Linked DNA regions of Neogale vison: region 2 is linked to region 1. A link is a contact called in public Hi-C data. All regions are on one chromosome and are shown on one strand. Each heading gives the region's core, a stretch centred on a gene start, on an enhancer-like site or on the middle of the called end of the contact. The rest is flanking DNA. Distances are from core to core; before and after follow the strand shown. Region 1 holds the start of ALKBH2 (DNA oxidative demethylase ALKBH2). Region 2 holds the start of DAO (D-amino-acid oxidase).

Region 1 (3,449 bases), core at 247-2,746:
ACATTCAGTTTGGGTACAAAGTGAAACACAACACTTAACATGTGCCCAGCAATCCCATTCCTAGGTGTTCACCCAAGTGCAATTAAAATCTGCATTCAGGAAAGCTTATACCAGAATGGATACAGTGACTTCATTTGTAATTGCACTGAGCTAGAAACAACTTAAAGGCCCCTCAGCTGGGGTGGGGTGATCAGGTAAACAAATCCTAGGGTATCCATACCACACAGTGCTACTGAGCCATAAAAGAAACAACCGAAACAAACAAGGGTACATCCTAAAAGCATTAAGCTGAAAGAATGGCCAGACACCAAAGGCTATCTATGATTTCATTCATAAATTCTAGAAAAGAGGCACCTGGATGACTCAGTAGGTTGTGTCTGCCTTGGGCTCAGGTCATGACCTTGGGGTCCTGGCCTCCAGGCCCACATCCGGCTTCCTATCAGCAGGGAGCCTGCTTCTCCCTCTCCCTCTGCCTGCTGTTCCCCCTGCTTGTGCTCTCTCTCAAATAAATAAAATCTTTTTTTTTTTTTTTAATTCTGGAAAAGACAGAGTATAAGGACTGGAAACTGCTGGTTGCCAGGGGTGGGGTGGTGGGGGGCTGTGGCATCGGACAAGGGCGAGTTTCTAACCAAGAGGCTTGGGAGAATTTTGTGGGGTGACAGAACCGTTGTGGATCTTGATTGTGGTGGTGGTCACACAACTCTGTACTTTGACCAAAATCTGGAACTGTGCACTAAGAAGATTCAAAACACAGGTCCCGAATCCCACGGAACTTTCATTGCACTGGGGGAGACAGAGAATCATCAAAAATGAGGAGCGATGGGGCGCCTGGGTGGCTCAGTGGGTTAAGCCGCTGCCTTCGGCTCAGGTCATGATCTCAGGGTCCTGGGATGGAGTCCCGCATTGGGCTCTCTGCTCAGCAGGGAGCCTGCTTCCTCCTCTCTCTCTGCCTGCCTCTCTGCCTACTTGTGATCTCTCTCTGTCAAATAAATAAAATCTTTAAAAAAAAAAAAAATGAGGAGCGATGACAGAACCTGACATTTATTTGGAACGCAGAGGCATTCCTCATGGGTCCTGCCATCTAATCCTCACAGGGCTCTCGCGGTGGAGGTTTCATAGCCCTCACTGTGCAGGTGAAGCTACAAGGGACCTGCAGGAACCACAGCCAGAGTGGTGGAGACGAATGCGGAAGCCATGGGGTCATGCTCCCACCAGGCGGCCCACCTCCCAGTCTGGACGCCCACCGAATCCCCAGGGGGAGGCGACCGGGAACAACAGCCCCCAAACCACAGAGGATCCTCCCAGGGCAGGCACCGAGCAGCTGGGCAGAAAACCCTCAGGTCCTGCAGCGCGTCCAGGAGGCCAACAGGTGGCGCTAAGGGAGCAGCTCATCACACTGCTTCCGCCTAAGTGCCTACATTTCCCAGCGGGCCTCGGAAATCTACCCGGAAGTGACTTTACGGCCCCGGTGTTATCTTTTTCCCGCCGGCCCCGCCTCCGGTGTTTGTAGGGTCTGGGGGCGGCGCTGCTCCTGTCTTGGGTGTCAGGGCCCCCCACCCCGCCCAGAACGTCGTCACAGTTCTTATTTTCTATCGGAGTTTGATGTGCGTATGACCACGTGTAACTGTTTTGCGTTCAGATTCTGAGTCCTGGCCATTTGAAGATCACTATACTTACCTAAGAGGATACTGGCGTGGGAGGCCGGTCGGTAGCGAGCGAAAAGGAGACCGAGAATCTCCTCTGGGTGACTTTGGGCAAACCCCCTTCCCTTCTCCAGGCGTGCCAGGCTGGGCTTTCTTGAAAAGATCAGGTGCTTTGGGATGGAATGCTCGCATTTGGGGTTTTGCAAGCCTGCGGGCTGATTGTGATGCATAGCTAGGTGTGAGGGGACCCAGGACATCCTGAGGGCCCCTTCAGACTTCAACATACTCTGCTTCCTTTCTAGGACATGGTGTTAAAAGTGGGAACTTGAAAACACCGAGGAGAATTCTGTAGGACCATTTGGCCAACAAGCCAAACTTTCCAAACATCTGGGCCAGAGTCTGTCCCATCTCTCTCTGCCCTGCCGCTGGCTCCCAGATCTTTGCTTTGTGGAGACAGAATGGACAGATTCCTGGTGAAGGGGGGATTAGGGGGCCTTTTGGGAAAGAGGGAGCCAGAGGAGAGCAGAGAAGGCCCAGCAGGGCTGAGAGAAGACAAGGAGAGCAGCAGGAAAAGGTCCAGGACAGAAACCCCAGGGAATGCAGGCCACTCAGCGGGCCCCAGCTGGCGGCACATCCGAGCTGAGGGCCTGAGTTGTGATTACACAGTCCTGTTTGGCAAAACCGAAGCAGACAAGATTTTCCAGGAGCTGGAGCAAGAAGTGGAATATTTTACAGGTAAGCCGAGGACTTGCAGGGTGTGCGTGTTGAAGACTTGTTTTGAAAAAAACTAGTGTTTTGTGTTTGGAGAAATCTGAACTCAGGAGCCATTAATTGCTGGTGACTTCATTAACTGATTCAACACATACTCTCTGGGCATCTCTGCTCCAGGCACCACGTTGGGCACTTGGCATACAAACTGGAGAAAAGATTGCTTGCCTACTAGGAGCTGACAGACTTGAGAGTGATTTGCCACCTGGCTGTCATTAGAATCAGCTGGGAAAGTTAAAAAACAACAACAACAACAAAAAAGATGCTGGGTTCTATGCGAGACCAGCTGAATCAGAGTAGCTGGGTGGTGGGGGGAGGGGTGTACAGCCTGGGCATCAGTGTTTTTAGAAAGCCTCCAGGTGACTGTAAAGTGCAGCTGGTCTAGTAGGAGAGACAGCATAAAGCCAGGTAATTCCCCCACAGGGGGGTTCTTGGCATCACCACCAACACTCCCACCTCCGCTCGAGGCCAGGGGTGGGGAAGGGGAGACCTTGTTGCTTCTGAGAACTGGGATCACCTGACCCCTCCCCACCAGTCTAGTAGTTGTTCCCAGGTGCTGCTGATGCTGTTGGTTCTCTTGGTCCAGGAACACACATGGAGAACTCCTGAAAGGTGGCAGAGCACGTAGAGGCAGAGAAAAAGGCCATGCGAGGGGCACTTGGGTGGCTCAGTGGGTTAAGCCTCTGCCTTCGGCTCAGGTCATGGTCTCAGGGTCCTGGAATCCAGCCCTGCATGGGGCTCTCTGCAGAGAAGGGAGCCTGCTTCCCTCTCTCTCTCTCTGCCTGCCTCTCTGCCTACTTGTGATCGCTCTGTCAAATAAAATCTTTTAAAAAGAAAAAGCCCACAGAAGACCCCTCCCAGTCTGCAGCCTTCACTGTGTTAGCTTCATCTCTTGGGGACCCCACACCCTTAGTCCCCACGGTTGGCAGAATCACCCTAGCGTGTAGCCTGACCTCAGCTTGCTTGCATTTCAGACTCTTACTAGTAAGTCTCTCCTGGAGTTAAGACAATTAAGGCATGTTGTTTAAAAAAAAAAAA
Region 2 (3,701 bases), core at 735-3,234, 140 kb after region 1:
TCACAGTGTGGGACTCAGTTTCTCCAGCGTGTAAAGTTCTAAAGATGAGTTAGACATTGTCATGCAGACGGGGAAACTGAGGTCCGGAAAAGCGGAGGGACTCAACCAATGTTGTATTTGTGATAAAAGGGTTTGTGTGGTCTTGGGATGAAAAAGTCTCTGTAGGTTGAATTGGGAAAAGAACGGGCCATACAGAGACGGCAATAAGCCTGCTAGTTAGTATGTTCCAGTCACTGCACTAAGAACTTTATGTGCTTTTATCTGCTTTCATCCTCTGACAGCCCTCGGGATTATCATTATGCCCATTTTCCAGATGAAGCAAGTGAGGCTCAGACACCCATGAGCAGCAGAGCCTGTGTCCATAAACAACACCAAGAGAAGCTGACAAATCACACTATTTGATAAAACATTCGAGAGCTAAGCAGGTGAACATAAAGAGACAGTATTTCAGGGTCCTGCATTGAAAGAACCCATACCATACAACGTGCATGTGAATTCTTAGCGTGTTGCTGATAGGCACAGACTCGAGAAGGAGGGATGTGTTTCCTAAAGCCAATCATCTTCAACTGCGTGAATCTAATCTGATGCTGATTAGAGCAAATTGTGCGTGTGCTTTAAAGCACAATGTAAACGCGTGACGTTCTTCCACGAAGCAGAAGCCGAGCTGTAGGATCGGACAGACCCAGCCTCCAGTTAAAATCATTCATGCATGTGGATCATAAACTTGGGGACTGGCATGCACACGTCTCGACTGCTAGGTCAGCCATTTCTCGCTGTTGCTGGCGTTCCTGTTAGTGTGGCTTTTCCCGTGTCTTATGCCCTTACTTCAACCAAGCAGGCTCGGGATGGGGAGAGGGTACGTTCAGGAAGATGCCGAGGTTCTCACATTTTTCTGCATGTGTGTGTGTCATTATAATGTCTCTGTCAGCGTGGGGCGGGAGGGGAATTTTGGGCGTCTGCCCCTCGCCATGCACATGTAGGCTCAGTACAGATGGTCCTCTTGCTTCCTCCTCTCAACTGCTCTGGGAGGTTTTACAGACGTGGGGCTGAGATTCGGGGAGAGGAAGTCACTGCCAAAGTCACACAGCCAGTGTGGGACAGCACTGGGACCTGGACCCTGCTCTGGGCTTTCCACACCGTGCTAGGTAACTATTAACCAACAGGCGGTAAGGCGGTAAGTGGGCACCTGACGCTTTCTGCTTGCATTTTAGTCTCGTGTTTGTTTGCTTATAACCTCCCTTGTACCTCAAAAAGAATTTAGGGCAGCTTGTGCCTTTGATTGCTATTTGCGTGTAGCAAAAAAAAGAAAAAAAAAGAGAGAGAGAGAGAGAAAGAGAGACTTGTTACAAAAAAATCAGGCGAGGTATTTGACTGAACTAAATCAGGTTGTCCGATAAGGCTACTTCTTCTGCCGCTGATATTTTCACAATTTACCTTTAAAAGGAACAGATTCAATAAATGCTTGACAAACAGGCTACCAGCCCCCTGTCCCCAAATAATAATGACCATTTACTGAGTACTTGCTACATGCCCAGTTCTGTGCTAAGCTCTTTCTGTTCATCACCTCTTTTGATATTCAGACTAGCCCTATAAGAGGTGATTATGATCCCTGTCTTCCAGAGGAGAAGGAGATCTGGAGAGGTGAAGGCACCTGCCTAGCCACAGAGCTGTCGCCTGCCTTGGGCTCTGACATGGAGCCTTCTCCTTGGCGCTGGGAGGACTTTGAGTCCCGGGCACCGCCACCCCCACTCACCTGGATTTCCAGACTTCTGAAGAGACAGCTGCTGTAGACGCAGGATCTTATCTCCTGAGGGGAGCCTCCTGATTCTGGGGCGTCCTGTCCTCAGCCCTCTGCCCCCAAACTGGGACTGGAGCTCAGGGTCAAAATCTGGAGTTACGGACAGGGCACAGCAAGGGGCGGGGCTTGGCACTGTGCTGCTCACAGGCTGGGAGACCTCCCCTCCGCTCCCCTCCTTCTGGTCACTGAAAAGTTGCCTGACTTTTCTGGCTGATCCTAAGCCTCTGGGGACAGCCCTCGGTGGGGGGGGAGGGGGGAAGGGCGGGAGGGCTGATGGGGACAAGGAGGTCTGTCTCTCGGGCCAGCTGGAGACAATCCTTTCTTCCCTCTTCCTGCTGCCACCCTGGGGGAGGGGAGGGTTGTTCCCTGGGCCACTGTGAGCCTGGTCTGCCTGACAGCCCTGTGGGGAGGCCACAGATACAGGACAGGGCCTCCAAGCGGCCAGCCGGCCAGCCTAATGCCATTTTTGGATGCTGGATGCCTGAGGCCAAGAAGAGACTCAAGGCAACGCCTGTTTGGGCCATAAGGATGCGTGGCTCTTTGCTGCCGTATCCCAGAGACACGGGCGGCAGAACTCCAGGTCCCTCCTCTGCCAGGGCTAGACGTGGAGTTGTGATTATTGGAGCCAAAGGATTACTAGGTGCCTACTGTGTGGTTGGGGAGACTGAGGCCCAGAGACACGAACTAACCAGCCCCAAGTCAGGCATCCTTTGGGTCAGCTTTGAAGATCCAACCTCCACTTCCCTGTCTTCAGCATCATCGATAAACAAGTGAGGATAAAATAAGAAAATGCAGGGACGCCTGGGTGGCGCAGTTGGTTGGACGACTGCCTTCGGCTCAGGGCGTGATCCTGGAGTCCCGGGATCGAGTCCCACATCAGGCTCCCAGCTCCATGGGGAGTCTGCTTCGCTCTCTGACCTTCTCCTCGCTCATGCTCTCTCTCACACTCTCTCTGCCTCAAATAAATAAATAAAATCTTTAAAAAAAAAATAAGAAAATGCATAGAAAAAACATAGTGCATGGTATTTTTCAATAATAACTTTAATTTTTAAATTTTAAATTTTGTCTTTATTTGACAGAGATAGAGAAAGAGCAAGCATAAGCAGCGGGAGCAGGGGAGAGAGAAGCAGGCTCCCCACCGAGCAGGGAGTCTGATGCAGGGCTCCATCCCAGGACCCTAGGACCATGACTTGAGCCGAAGGCAGACACCCAACCAATGGAACCACCCAGGTGCCCCTTTTTTAATAATAATTTTTTAAAAGATGGAGTGAACTTTATTTTTTACTCTATATATTTCTATTTCAATTGAATTTTTAAAATAATAGTCATGTATCACTTTCATATCACATGACCTTGTGTCCCTAATTTCCTTTTGCCCCTAGTTCATCATGGGAATATTTTAAATTAACAGTTAATTTAAAGTTAACAGAAATTCACCAGAGAGCTTCACGTGCCCGCCGACTCTTATACCAGCAACGATTGTATATCTTATAAATTTCAGTATGCCAGTTTTATGTATTATTTTTTTTAAAGGGTTTCTTTTTAAGTGATCTCTACACAGGGCTCAAATTCCTAACCCTGAGATCTAGAGTCCTGTTCTCCTCCAACTGAGCCGGCCAGGAACCCCATGATGTGACAGTTTTAAATACTTTGCCTGGATTATCTCATTTTTTTTTAAGTTTATTTATGTATTTATTTGAGAGAGAGTGTTCACAAGCAAGAGCAAGAGCTGGGGGTCGGGGGCAAGGAAGAGGGAGACAGAGAGGCAGACTCCTCGCTGAGTAGGGAGCCTGATACTGGGCTTGATCCCAGGACCCCGGGACCATGACCCAAGCCAAAAGCAGATGCTTAATGGACTGAGCCATCCCAGGTGCTCTGGATTATCTCATTTAATCTCACAATA

The links. Hi-C and Micro-C count contacts between places; a contact is called where the count stands out from the background.
Region 2: a Hi-C map of muscle shows a contact between it and region 1, with 5 times the contacts expected there. The contact joins the promoter of DAO here to the promoter of ALKBH2 in region 1. A contact is called at or near these places in 2 of 3 Hi-C or Micro-C datasets (fibroblasts and muscle).

The regions. Positions count from the first base shown.
Region 1 is chr3:224,250,836-224,254,284 of ASM_NN_V1, forward strand. ALKBH2 (DNA oxidative demethylase ALKBH2) reads left to right here and starts at 1,497. Exons shown (of 4, transcript XM_044244097.1): 1 at 1,497-1,604; 2 at 1,946-2,378. The coding sequence starts at 2,102.
Region 2 is chr3:224,393,532-224,397,232 of ASM_NN_V1, forward strand. DAO (D-amino-acid oxidase) reads right to left here and starts at 1,985. Exons shown (of 11, transcript XM_044244100.1): 1 at 1,754-1,985.